Regions from separate parts of the Mus musculus genome. Here region 1 is linked to region 2. A link is a contact called in public HiChIP or PLAC-seq data. All regions are on one chromosome and are shown on one strand. Each heading gives the region's core, a stretch centred on a gene start, on an enhancer-like site or on the middle of the called end of the contact. The rest is flanking DNA. Distances are from core to core; before and after follow the strand shown. Region 1 has its middle 28 kb from the start of Gm42294. Region 2 holds the start of Tex48 (testis expressed 48).

What was found. HiChIP or PLAC-seq counts read pairs in DNA pulled down with a chosen protein or histone mark.
Region 1: a BATF HiChIP or PLAC-seq map of CD8 T cells shows a contact between it and region 2, with 18 read pairs. The contact joins the enhancer-like site here to the promoter of Tex48 in region 2. A contact is called at or near these places in 4 of 39 promoter capture datasets (3T3-L1-derived adipocytes, embryonic stem cells, macrophages and 1 more), 1 of 15 datasets of contacts at CTCF or cohesin (CD8 T cells), 11 of 484 Hi-C or Micro-C datasets (the C2C12 cell line, ECoMG-derived neutrophils, LSK cells and 7 more), 2 of 115 datasets of contacts at active chromatin or transcription factors (CD8 T cells and effector CD8 T cells) and 3 of 9 other capture datasets (adipose tissue, liver and pancreatic islet).

Annotation. Positions count from the first base shown.
Region 1 is chr4:63,664,996-63,671,900 of GRCm38.p6, forward strand. No RefSeq gene overlaps it. Among named protein-coding and RNA genes, the nearest start is that of Gm42294, 28 kb to the right of the region's middle. Within about 2 kb of position 3,491, at least 93 of the 459 cell types and tissues checked have an H3K27ac peak or open chromatin away from gene starts, as enhancers often do. A contact at or near this core is called in CD8 T cells, Th1 cells, effector CD8 T cells and 1 more, where this site is marked.
Region 2 is chr4:63,618,923-63,626,394 of GRCm38.p6, forward strand. Tex48 (testis expressed 48) reads right to left here and starts at 3,511. Exons shown (of 5, transcript NM_029324.3): 1 at 3,484-3,511.

The DNA of each region.
Region 1 (6,905 bases), core at 2,241-4,740, 46 kb after region 2:
TACATTTAAGATACAATAAGATACATTCTGAAGTTTAAAAGAACTGTGTTTCAGTGGGACAGTGCAGAGGGTCAGAGACATCCAGGAGTACATAAGAACTTGATGCATACCCTACAGGTGGAACAACATTATGAACTAACCAGTACCCCGGAGCTCTTGACTCTAGCTGCATATGTATCAAAAGATGGCCTAGTCGGCCATCACTGGAAAGAGAGGCCCATTGGACACGCACACTTTATATGCCCCAGTACAGGGGAACACCAGGGCCAAAAAGGGGGAGTGGGTGGGTAGGGGAGTGGGGGTGGGTGGGTATGGGAGACTTTTGGTATAGCATTGGAAATGTAAATGAGCTAAATACCTAATAAAAAATGGAAAAGAAAAAAAAAAGAACTTGATGCATGACACATGTCATCACACATCAACCAGCAAGGTTTCAGTTATATGCAGGTAGCGTGAAGGGTGGGTTAACTACCTAGATCAGAGTATAACTCCATTCCTGTTTTAACTAATGCGGAGGCTGATTTAATGTGAAGCAATAAAGACAACAGAAGACAACACAGACACACAGTCACATAATTTACAGTCTAGGAGTGTGGATGACCCTTAGGAAAACCTTTCAAATCTAAGGCCTATAAGGGAAAGAGATGGATTTTATTGTAAAGGATACATTTCTAACCATGGATTTAGAGACCAATAAGTCAGGACCTCCCTTGATAATCCCTAGACCAATAATTATCAGCTGAAGAATGTGTTCCTTTTCTCCTGGGACATCTGCCAATTTCTGAAGACACTTTGGGGTGTCACACGGAGCTGTGTGAACATCCCTAATGTGAGAGGGACAACGCCGTAGCAAAGGACCATCTGGCAAAATATCAATCATGCTGAGACTAGGAGACCCTGATGCCACAGGCTGTCACACATGATGCCACATTTCAAATTAACACGCCACTGAGAGGCTTTATGAATTGACAAGAAAGACAAGGGGTCCTGGCAAGTATCAGACAAATAGACATCTTACTAATTGGCTCCTCAGTATATGAACAGAGGCTTAACCTTCGAAGAGATGAGCGTGAACACAGTGGTGAGTTGTTACCCTTTGAGACTGACCTGACCCGGTGAAAAAGTTAGATGATGACTGGGTGAGTTGGTGAAAATTCATTGCACAGTTAGAATTTATATATTCTCTGTATGTCTGTCACCCCCCTCCGCAGAAGCCTTCAAAGCAGCTGGATTTTAGCTTCTCCTTTTGGATAAAATGACCCTTTCCTTCCTCTCCTTTCCCCTCCCCTCCCTTCCCTTCCCCTCTCCTGTGTGTGAGGCAAATAGTTCACCGAATGAGCCATTTCTAAGCCATCTCCTATTTGTTTGTTTGTTTTTTTAATCCCACATTCTCCTAGCTTGCTCAAGCTCCCACAACAAAATTCTGAAGACTGAAAGGCTCAAATGGCAGAACTTTATTTTCTCATTTCTTTGGAGACTGCGAGTCTGAGGTCCAGGAGTTGCAAGGATGGTTTATCCTGAAGCCCGTATGATGGGTTCAGAGATGGTCGGTGGTCTTTTGATGTCTCTACAGATGTTGCCTCTGTCTCATAAAACACCAGTCCTAATGAATTAGGACCCAGATCTACAACTTTATTTCAACATAATTACCTCTTTAAAGATTGTATCCTCAAATATAGTCTCGTTTATAGATACTAGGAGTTCTGGCTTCAATATTTGAATTTTGGCTGACCTAGTTTGTTAGGACAGGTGCGTGCCATTAAGGGATTATCCAAAAGAAATCTTGAGAGACTCCTTGATCCTCAGATATTTTCTACATTGCTGCATTCAAATTGCCAGCATTTTAGTTAATTTTTTAAAAACCCTGTGTCCACTTTTAGCTTTGTTTGCTGTTTTATTTCATGCTGCCTTCTCTATCATGGTTAAGTATCATGGTTATAATAGGTTCCTAGAATGAGATAATTTTTGTTCCTTGTTTGATTCTGCAAAACTGTGGTTGCCACCTAATTTTATGTGTGCCTTGGGGGCTTGGTGGAACTGAGCACTAACTAGTACCTCAAACAAAAGTACATTTAAGATGAGAGATGGAGCAGGAAGAGCTCATAAAGGCAGTTGATGAGCAAGACCGTGGTCTATCTTTTATTCCTGGGGTCCAGTTTCCAGCCCCTCAAAACACAAAGGAGCAAACAGAGCAAGCTGGACCAAGTTTGTGCACTGTTCAAAGAGAGTCTTCAGTAGCTTCTTACTACCTTCCAGAAATAGCCCACCCTTTACCACAGAGTTCCGGTTCTGATAACCATCAGTTTTCCATGTTTTTCTCCCCAACCCTGAAACAGTTCAAGTGTATTAGCATTTATCTCTCCTCTAGGATTTTGCTAGAAATGCTGCTCCACTTGTTCCTTGGCCAAGTCCTCCACCACCCCTAGTTCAGCCAGGCAGAAATTTCTCTTAACGCTTCTCAGAGCCTCCCTCTTCCTTTAGATTCAATGAAGCCACCTTCTCTTGGCATCTCCTGCCCTTCCACCCTAGGTCTCTTGATGGTAGGTGCTCTTCTGTGGCTGTGGTGTGGTTGAGTTGTGGGTGAGCTTCAGTGGGCCACACTGTGGAAACAGCCTACTTTTGATCAAACATACAAAGAAACGAGCCAGCCTCAGGATTGTGTCTCTAGCTCAACACTTCCCAAGTTCTTGTTTGGGAATGAAGTAGAGACAAATGGACATGATGTTCCTGATGTCTACAGGAGATGTCTTCCCTCACTCATGAGCTTGGTGAGTCACTAGGGTGTCCTTCAGAGAGGGGTTAAAGCCTCTATCACCACTGTTATTTGTCCTGCTTTCTTCTACCCATGAAGGTCTTTTGAAACATTCTTGTCTTGGTCTTGAGTTTCAGGGATATTGACCTCTTAGGGAGCCTGATATTATCCTATAGATCTTACAGACAGGGAGACTGAGACCTAGAGGGGCTAGATCTGTATCTACTTTCAGAGAAGGGGGAGGCAAGGAGAAAGCAGGAAAGCAGGAATCTTGCCTCCAGGTGGAGACTCCAGCTAGTCTTTTTTTTTTTTTTTTTTTTTTTTTTTGCAAGACTACATGCAACACCAGTTTTCATTTCTCCTATATTCTTTTCATCGTCTCTACTCCTCCATCCCACCCCTACCCTCTTTCTATGGACTGAATCTCTCCTCATTCTTGTATTGAAGCTCTAGCCTCCCAAATGTGGCTCTGATGGGAGACAAGGCCTTTAAAGAAGTAATCGGTAGCATGCTAGTGTTACAGGAAGACACACTTTTGAGTTGAGAGGCCAGTGGCAAGGTGGTCAGCGGCAATCCCCATCCCAGGATGCTGTATCAGGTATGGGAAAGTGCTTTTCAACAGCTGCACCATGCAGGTCAGTTGGTTCCCTCCCCTCAGGATGCACTGCTGAGCTATAGAGGTCTTGCTGAGTGTTCACACCCACACACCAGTTCCAAGAAAAGTAAAGCGATGGGGCTTTTGTGGTTTCGTGAGTCACACTGGCTACTCTTGCCAAGTATTCAAATCTTGTGGCTAGAGGAGCCGAGCCATGCTTTCTGACTATTCAACTGTTTGCTGACTGTGGCTTCAAGCTGTTACTTGCATGAAGTCTTCTCTGGTCCAGAAGAAAGGCAGGGGAGAGCTGAGAGGACCTGAAAAAGTGTTTCAAGATGATCCCAATACTGGGCAGTGGAGTGTCCAGGATGTGAATGGGGAAGTTGTGAGGAATAAGATATTCTAGTCTGGGAGAGAAGAAGACACCCGCTTCTGATTGGAGAAGATTAAGGAAGGGCTGGAGATGCCAGGTAGAGGTCAGGAGAAACTCAGTAAGCAGACGTGAGGTGAGAATTGTAAGGATTTAAGGATCAGGGGTGGGGGGCAGGAAAGAGAGGAGAAAGCAGAAAGAGAAAGAGAGGAGATACGAGACAAACCCTCAGAGGATGCCAGTGCTTGGGACTTCTGTGCTGCTTTGGGTTTTACTTCCAATGCCACTCAGGATGCCAGGGAGGAAGGAGGCAGAGGGTCTGAGAGAAGAGGCATTGTGATTAAGCAAAGAGCAAGTAGGAGAAGGTGATGTTCTTGCATGAGGGTTTAAACATTTACTGTCATTTATTTTTGACACATCCATGCTTGAAGGATAGATGTCCAAGACCCTGGCACCAGCATAGTCAAGAACTGGAAAGACCCAGAGTGATCTGCTCAGATGGCCAAATGGAGGCTCTGGTTTTATGACTTATACATCAAGTGTATGTGTGTGCATGCATACACTTCTGTGTGGGTGCCTGTTCATGAGTACCTGTGTGTGCAGAGGGCAAAGGACAATCTTGGGTTGCTTTTCTTCAATTAGAGTCCATTTTCTTCTTCTTCTTCTTCTTCTTCTTCTTCTTCTTCTTCTTCTTCTTCTTCTTCTTCTTCTTCTTCTTCTTCTTCTTCTTCTTCTTCTTCCTCTTCCTCTTCCTCTTCCTCTTCCTCTTCCTCTTCCTCTTCCTCTTCCTCTTCCTCTTCCTCTTCCTCTTCTTCTTCTTCTTCTTCTTCTTCTTCTTTGAGTTGTGATATTTTCACTGTCTTGGAATTTCTCAAATAGGCCAGTCTTGCAGGCTGGTGATTCCCTGGGATTCACATGTCTCTCCCTCTCCATTGTTGGGATTATGAACACACCCCAACACACCTGGCTTTTTCATATGGATTTTGGAAAATGAACTCAGGTCTTCACACTTGCAATCAAATTACTACTGAACAGTCTCCTGAGGCTTACTCCTGTTATAACATCACATGGTACTCACCTGTCACTACTGGGCCGCTTTTTCAAGCATATTATTCTCCAAGCAACGTTGATGCTCAAGTCAGCAGTATCTACTGCTGCACTGTGTGGCTCTCACTCTGAAGCCAACGGCTCCATATTATTATTATTATTATTATTATTATTATTATTATTGTTGTTGTTGTTGTTGTTTTTGTTGTTTTTTGGTCAGGGGGAGTTTATGGCTTTTGAACTCTGGATCTCCCTGTTTCAGAGGAACTGCTTGCTAGGCACTGATCTGGGGGCTTTGTCACCTGATGAAGGGTTTCCAACATGGGCAGCCATGATCTCCATCATCAGTGTTGCTTGGTACCACTTTCTGAGTGCCTGCTGTGTGTCAAGCATGGTGCCAGATATGTTCTGGAAGCTCTTGTCTGGAAGATGTCCTCCATCTCCAATCCATATGCTGGAGTTCTAACCTTGAAGATATCAGAGTATGACTGTTTGGATCCAAAATCTTTAAAGAGCTGATTAAGTGGAATGAAGTCTGAATCTAGCACAGGAGTGTTTTAGGGGGCTCTGCAGGCTAGTGGGATTTCTGCCTGGATTGTACTGACCTCTAGATCTTCAGTTAAAGAAAATAGGGTGTTGTAAGAGGTCACACGAGGAGGGCTTGTCTTCTGCTGTCATCTATGCTTCTTCCCTGGCTTAGGAAACCAGATCACGGGATCTTGCCAATGTGAAGCTAAGTGATAAAATCAGCCACTGCTAGTCTCTTATTCATGGACAAGGAAACTGGTAGCCAGAGAGACTGCATGTGGCAGTCCTGAGGCATGCAGGGAGAGATTTTGAGACCTGGATTCAGATCTCAGAAGTCCAGGAGAAGTGTCTTAGCTTCCTCTCCAAACCTATCACTTCACAAACAGGGCATGTGAGACCAGGAGTAGATGCTTTGTTTCCAGAAAGGAAGAAAGACAGATGCACCTCATTTCCTGTATTTCCTCTTACAGTGCCCTCTCCTGAGGATTCTTTGTCCTGTTCTTCCCAGACACACTACTCCCTGCCTTACAGGTTGACCCTTCCTGTCCAGCATCCTTCCCTAGGAAGTCAGTCTCAGAACCTCCAGGGATGTACAGCTCTAGCTGGGATGCTTTCCCTCTGCACACCCAGATGGCAGATCTGCTTGTCTGCCATCTCTGAGCTCATCAAAATTTGAGCTTCAAGAGGTAGTGGCCTTGCCACTGTATTTTCATGGACTCTACGTAGCTTTTAAGATAAGAATACATAGCTATCAAATGTGTGACTAGGTGACCCTCTGTGAGACTGTGAATATGATTCTATGTGAATGTTGATGTGTGTGAGATTATATGTAAGTTAATGTGTTACTATGAGTGTGCAAATGTGTGTTTGAGTGGGTATGTGAATGTGTATACTTGAGTATGTGTGTGACTGTGTGTGAATGAGTGTGTGTGACCATGTGAGAGTGAGTGTACATGTGAATTAGTGAATGTGTGTATGTTTGTGGTTACATGAATGTGTGAGAAACTATATGAGTGTGTGTGTGAGAATGAGTGTATCTGTGCATAGGTGTGAACCTATGAGACTGTTTGACTGCATCTGAGTGCAAACGTGTCTATTTTTTGAGTGTGTATTTGAGTGGTGCATATGAATGTGTTCTTGAGTGTATCAATGTGCATGTGTAAGCAATCATGATTGAAGTGTGCTTGAGTGTGCAGTTATGTAGGTGGGAGTTTTTGTGTTAGTAAGTGGTGAGTGTGCATGAGTACCAGGATTAGTGTGAATATGTGCAAGACTGTGAATGCATGTTAGCGTGTTACTGTATGTGTGAATTCATTTGTTAGCATGTGTATTGATGGGTCATGTATATGAATGTGTGAGTGTTTTAGCATGTGAGGAGTGTGACGGTGAAATGATAACTATGTGCTGGTGAGTATGAGTGGTGTGAATACGTGGACAAATATCAAAGCATCAGAGTGTGTGGATGTGAGTGAGTGTGTGTGTGTGTAGAACTGTGAGAGAAAATTTGTCGTTGATTATGAGTGTGTATATGTGCATGTGTGTGCTTATGAATGTGTGAATGAGCATGTGGGTGTAAGAGTAGAGAAGTATGTAGAAATAGATCAGCATGTGAG
Region 2 (7,472 bases), core at 2,261-4,760:
AACAATATGAACTAACCAGTACCCCCTGAGCTCGTGTCTCTAGCTGCATATGTAGCAGAAGATGGCCTAGTAGGCCATCACTGGGAAGAGAGGCCCCTTGGTCTTGCAAACTTTATATGCCCCAGTACAGGGGAATGCCAAGGCCAAGAAGTCGGAGTGGGTGGGTAGGGAAGCAGGGCAGGGGGAGGGTATGGGGGACATTTGGGATGGCATTTGAAATGTAAATGAAGAAAATATCTAATAAAAAATTAAAAAAAATTGGATCTAGTTGTCCATGTAACATAGTGTGTAAAAGCTGAAAAAAAAAAAAAGGAATAGCCTCATAGGCTCATAGATTTGAATGCTTGGTCATTGGGGAGTGGCACTAGTAGGAGGTGTGGTCTTGTGAAAGTAGGTGTGGCCTTGTTCTAGGAAGTGTGTCACTAGGGGTGGGCTTTGAGACTTCAAATGCTCAAGTCAGGCCCAGTGTCTTTCTCTTCTTGCTGTCTGAGGATCCCGATGTAGACCTTTCAGCTACCTCTCCAGCACTTTATCTGCCTGTGTTCCCTTGTCTGCCTGAGTGCTGCCATTCCATGCTTTCCACCAAGAAAATAATGGACTAAACTTCTGAAGCATAAGACAGCCCCAATTAAATGCTTTTCTTTATGCAAATTTCTGAGGTCATGGTGTCTTTTCACAGCAATAGAACACTGACTAAGACATAGAAGTTGCAGGAAAAAATAAATCTTGCACCATTGTCAAAACTCAGACTGTCTGGGGTTCATTCCTAGGTAAGTCAGAATCCTAGGGATTCTAGAGACTAGGCATTTGTATGGCACCATTGTGCTTTCCTACTCTTCTGGAAACTAATAGCCTGTGTCTGTCTGTCATATGGGGGTAGTAGAAATGATTACTTAAGGAGGCTTGCTGTTAGGTTGGGCACCAGTCTTCCCAGTGCCGTCAGGGGTTTATCGTTCTGTGCAACAAATACTTAGGTGATTTTAAGTGGTTGACTCCCTGGTACCTATGGTAGGCTGTGTCCTCTTCCACAGTTTGAAGGACTAGAGACCTTGACCATCTAGATCATTTTCTTTCACTGTAACTGACACAATCACACAGCCCACACCCCGATGTATAACTGAGTAAGCTTGGCAGTTATGGGTTGTATTATAGAATGTGTTTGTATGTTTCGGCTAACTAGGGTGCCTATTACCAATACTTCACATTGTATCCTTACAGGTGAAGTCAACCTAGATCTCAGCTAAAGGAGTAGGTAGCCTCCTCCTCCTCCTCGTCCTCCTCCTCCTCCTCTTCATCCTCCTCCTTTTTCTTCAAGTCTTCTTATATAGCCTAGGCTGACCTGGATTATTTCTGCTTCTTCCTTCCTTCCTTCCTTCCTTCCTTCCTTCCTTCCTTCCTTCCTTCCTTCCTTCCTTTCTTTCTTTCTTTCTTTCTTTCTTTCTTTCTTTCTTTCTTTCTTTCTCTCTTTCTTTTCTCTCTCTCTCTTCCTTCTTCCTTCTTTTTCCTCCTCCTCCTCCTTCTCTTCCTCCTCCATCTCTGAGTTTTTTGTTTCCTTTTTTTAAAATTATTTTTTATTTTTGAGATAGGGTTTCTGTCCTGGAAATCTCTGTAGACCAGGCTGGCCTCCAACCCAGAAATTTGCCTGCCTCTGCCTTTGAGTACTGGGATTAAAGGAAGGTGTACACCATTATCACATTACCACCCGGCTTGCCTCAGCTTCTTGATTGCTGTGTTTGCAGGTTTTCCAGTTCTTAAGATATTGAAGCCATGGTTTGTTCCCTGTCATTCACTCAGCATATGCTTGTTTAGAGTCAAGTGCTTTTTAGGCACCTCCGGTCCAACACATGGCACAGCAAGAGACTGAAAATCAAAGCTGAGAAGAAACAGTGCTGCAGCCAGAAACCTCATTTTTGTGAGTGGAAAGATTCAAGGATAGCTGGTGTCAGTGGTAAAGATTTGGACAAGCTTAGAGGGTCTTCCTACAACTAGGATTGAGGGAGCAGGGGGAGGTAACACAGAGAGGGGAAAAGGGTATCCACAAATCCTAGGCACAGACCTACTTCCCTGGGAAGATGCTAACAGATTATCACAAGTCATCTATTAATGAAAGTGCTACTGGCCAATATGATGGAAGAGTTGCACACTGTTGTCATCTCATACTAGAAGGTCCTAGATGCCCAAGTGCCTCTTGTCTCTGGAATCCTAGCAGTTGGTAGGTAGCCTTAGTGCCTCCCCAGACCCTTATGCACTGGCTATAAAGCTCTCTTCTATCTGTGGTGAAAACACAGCTCTCCATTTAACTGGAAACAAACTCCATTTCTGTGCCACATGTCAAACAGGAACCTTTCCTCCAAATAGCTTATGCACATACAAGAAAACACAAGTACTCAAACTCCCTCTCCCTTAAACGTACACTGCATTGTGCCCTTGTCCCTTTTAGCTATAGGCCTTGGAGATCACAGCCACTGGCTGTGCTTCAGGAACTTGGAATGGGGTTCTATGAAGGCTGCTGTGCTCTTCATATCTTTACCTGGAAATCCTGATGATAGGCAGTTGTAAATTGCCTACTCTCCAGAATTGGGAAATCTTTTAGGGAAACCGGCAACTCACAAGAGCATTATCTGGAAAGTAAATATTTTTCTGAGGCAGGGTCTTATGTAGCTCAGGCTGGCCTTGGACTCCATATTGCAAGAATGACCCCAAATTTCTGAACCTCCTACTTCTACCACCCAAGTGCTTGCATTAAAGGTGGAGGCCACCATCCCTAGTTTATGTGGTACTGGGGATGGAGCCTGGGTCTTCATACAGGCCAAGCAAGCCTTCTACCAACAGAGCTACATCCCTAATCCCTTGGGGTATAACTCTTTATGATTATTTCATAGAAAAATAATATATAGCGTCTTAAAACCTCAGCTCTTTGATCTGTAACCTGGAAATCCCAAAGCAAAGCAAAGCAAAGCAAAGCAAAGCAAAGCAAAGCAAAGCAAAGCAAAGCAAAGCAAAGCAAAGTGGCATGTGAAGACTCAGAGCAATGGAAAGTGGCCTGCACAGCTTTCTGGCATGCTGTGAAGCCTCAGAATGTAAGAGATGCTGGTGTTGAAGTGGAGGAGGGCGGAGACTTTCATGCAGTACTATGACCCATCTCTAGATGGGGACAAGAGTCAAAGAAGAGGCTCTTGGTTTGTCCTGTCCTATTTAAGTTTCAGGTCTCCGGAGACTTCAGAACATGCTGACCAGGTGAAGCAAGGTCACTAAGGTGAAGCAGGCAGGATTCTAGAGCTGGAGGAGTCACTTAGGGTCATTCATCACTGTTGTGGGGATGTGGTAGGCAGAGAGAAACTGAGGGTAGAGGCCAAGGAAGGATTGTGTCTGATGCTGGTAGCAAATGAATAGGTCTCCACCAGTGTGGGGACACTGCCATCCCTTTGGTGCAGGGAATGTCACCCCTCCCACCCTTAGGCCTTACCTTTGAGCCCCACTTACTTGTTGCTGGCAGAGAGGAAAGGAGGCTGTGATGTCACAGAGAACGTTAGTGACCCGGCTTTTGGACTAGACCATAAGGCGGGGAGGAAAGAGGCTATTGTGACCTGCTGACCCTTCCTATCATGATCCATCTTTCTGTGTGTGATGCCAAGCTGTCCACCATTGCTGTCCCTCAGAGCAACAGAAATCCAAGTTCTTCTGTCTGTGTGGAATACTTTGAGGGTGTCAGGCCAGAAGGGGGCGCTACAGCACTACACGAGAAAGCATGGGGCAGGGTCTGTCTCCTAATGTATCTGGCTATTAACCTCAGGGAGATGGACTTTATGCCTCAGCTGTCCTTCTGTAAAATAGGAATAATAGTTATGTGTCCTCCATGTATTTCCAGGATGAAATGACATCAGAGTTGTAAGCACTGGGCAGGTGCCTGGATGCTGTAGTAACAACTCCACAGAAGGGGAGTGGTGGCAATGTGTAAAAACAAGTGACATTTCTTCCCAACCCATCTTCCAGAAAAAGAGGAATTGATTCCTGATGGATTCCTAGAAATTTCCTCACCCTATGGGGTGGGCTTTCAGTTCCCCACTTGGAACATCTTGGTGCTATTTGGGGGAGTCACGTTAGGTGAAACCCCTCTATCAGCATTGTCTTTGGATGCATGTAGAGGTCATGGTATAACAGAAGATGGAAACAAATGGAAGTCAGTGCTGGACTTATGTGCTGGTGGGTGATGGGGGTTAAGCAACTTTAAAAGTACCAGTGGCAAGTAGCACTCACTGCTTCTTCATAGGAGCACTGAAGAGTCTCGGGTCTGGCTGCCAATCATCTTCCCTTGTACTGTTGTTGAAACTTGGACTGTCTGGGGTCCATTCCTAAACAAGTCAGAATCTCAGGGACTCTAGACACTGGGTACCAGTATGGTTTCAAAGCTTTCCTGGTGATTTCTTTGTGTAATCAGGATGTATTAAGTTGGGGCTGGTAAGATGGCTCAGTTGATAAAATGCCTGCTGTGCATGCATGAGGATCTGGGTTCAATTCCTAGGACTTATGCAATATGTTGCTATATGTGTAGGCATGCACAAATATATACATACTATATGCTGAGTCTATTCTTTTTTTGCTGTTTGTGTACATATGGTTTTAGGGCTGACCATCTTGCGTTGGATAAACAGTTAAGGGCTCTTCTCTAGGGGAGGCTAATTCTCCCTCAACAGTCATTTGTTGCCTAGAAAAAAACCCTTAGTATTGGAACTTTTTAACCCAAAGTAAGTCGATTTACTTTGAAAAGAATTCTGGGTGTGGTTGTGCATTTTTTAATCCCAGTACTGGAAGTGAAGAAAGAGCTTGCTGGCTGATTAGTCTAGCCTAATTGGTGTGCTCCAGGCCAGTAGAGACCTTGTCTCAAATGTAATGATAAACTGAATATAATGGCACATGCCTTTAACCCTAGGACTCTGAGAGGCAGGGGAATCTTTGTGTTCAAGGCCAGCCTGGTCTACCTAGTGAGACCCTGACTCAAAAGAGGTAATCAAATGAAAACAAACAGCAACGATAATGATAATGAAAGCTAGGTAGATGCTGTTCCTGAAGATGACGCTGAGGATGCCTGGTGTCCGCTGGACTCTACATGCAAACACTTATACACTAAAAAAGGTGCTGAATTACAATGTGGGAATCACATGATGTACCCACATGATGGCTCTCAACTCTAGGCTGCTTCTGAAATGCTCAAAGAAGCTTTAGAAAATGCCAGTTCTAGCTCCCAGCTCAGAAGATCTCTCTCTCTCTCTCTCTCTCTCTCTCTCTCTCTCTCTCTGTGTGTGTGTGTGTGTGTTGGGAAGGTAGAATCCAGGCACTAGTAGGTTTGAAAAATTTTCAGACAGTATTGAAACCCATTGGCTTACAGAATAGTTTTATATTTTTATTTTATTCTTGTTATTTGATAATGCACATAATGGATTCTTGATCACATCTACCCCTCATTATCATCCTACTCATAAGGACCCCCTTCCCTCTCAGAGTCCCCATCCTGCTTTCATGGCTTTCCCTTCACCTCTTTCTTTTTCGTTTTTGTGACTTACTGAGTTTGATTAAGGCTGTTTCTATGAGCATGGATTGGGGGTTATTTATTAACAAGTGGCTATTGCATTGAAGAAAATGGCTCCTCCATCCTTGGTAGCCGTTCACTGCCAATGGCTGCTCAGGGAGTGCCTCTGGAGCCTCTTCCTCATCCGTGACAGAATGTCAAGGGCCTTGTACAGATAACCACAGTTCCCGTGAGTTTATGAGTGAATGAATGTATCCTGTCCAGCAGACAACATTTTATAGTGCTATATCCACTATCTGAAACTTAACCTTTCCTCCTCTTCCCATGATGTTCCTTCCCCTAGCCTTGGGATGGGTGATACAGATGTCTTATACAGGGTTCAGAACTCAGTCTTCCTGTATTCTGAGCATTTTGATGTAATATGAGCCTCTGCATTAATTATTACACAACAAGAAGTTTCCCTGGCTAAGGTTCAGAGCAACAATAGTCAGTAGGCATCAATATAAATATTCAGAAGGCAGTTTGACAGCACATCTGCTGAGTAAATCAACGGCACTAGGGTCTTCCCTAAGCCTTGTCACTTCCCCAGGCATGGACTTCTGGTTATGTTTAGAGTACTGGGTATGAATTTTCTCAAATCCAGTCACAAAGAAGTTGGTTCTCAAAGTGGACCCATGTTTTCTTCCCAAGTTTCTGCTATCCACTCTCCCAACACCCTCTCCCCTTCTCCACACCTCTTTGCCCTCATTATTGCTTAACCCTCTCCAACCCCTGTATCGCCTCTTGCTACCTTGAACACTTGTCCAAATGGTTTTCAGAGGATCCTTAATTTCCCCGTTGTCATGGAGGCATCCTTTAGATGAACCTTGCATGAACAGCATTAAACATGAGCTTACAACCAGGATTCCCCAAGAGTCAGACTTGAAGATAGCTTACTCTTGGAAATCCCTGTTTGCGGAAATTGTGAACACTGATCTTAAAGAGCTCATGAAGCAGTTGAGTGAGATTGTTTGAGGACACAGAGAGTAAGGAGAGTCACGTTTCCAAATAGTTTCATTCAACATGGAGCTGTAAATGCGGACAGTCTTTGAATCCTTGTAAGCAGGTACTTCATGATTCATGCACTACACTTTATATATTCAAGTTGGTGAAAATACTGATGGGGGGGGGGAAATCCCTTTATGCCTGGGAACTAAGACTTTGCCTTCTGTTTGGGGTGATTTACTGTTCAAGGATGTCTGATAAGGCTGTTTCCCTCTCCTTGGGTCTGGAGTGAGAAGATTAGCCTGAAGTTTCCTGTATTGGTCTGGTTCAGGCAGTGAGCAGTGAAATCTTGAACTAAGTTACTGGGGTTAGGATGAGTCAGGTCTGGGGACAGATCACATGGATAGGAAGTTTATTATCTTAAGTTACTGTTCGACTTTGCCCTTAACCATAAACCCTTCTGATCTTCAGTTTCCTGATGTTTACAGCGGGAATAATTAGTAGAGCTGATTTGAGGGACAAGTTAGACCAGTCCTGGAAGCCTGTAAATAGAGCTCCCGGGAGAGGAGACACACTCAGTGAATGTTGTTGCCATTGCTGCATCAGTATTATTTGATGCTAAGATCAGGGCTAGTTACTTTTCTCATTGCTGTGACCAAGAACTTGAAAAAATAAATTTAGTGAAAGGAAGGTTTATTTTGGTTTATAATGGTTTGACACTCTGACCCACCATGGTGGGGAAGGCATGGGTTATGAGATAGAGGCAGTTGTTCATATGGTATCCACAGTTAAGAAGGAGGGAGGGAGGGAGAAAGAGAGAGAGAGACAGACAGAGAGAGACACACAGAGAGAGAGAGAGAGAGAGAGAGAGAGAGAGAGAGAGAGAGAGAGAGATGCTGGTGCTTAACCCATTTTCTCCTTTTTATGTAGTTCAGGATTTGAACCCATGGATTGGTGCCAA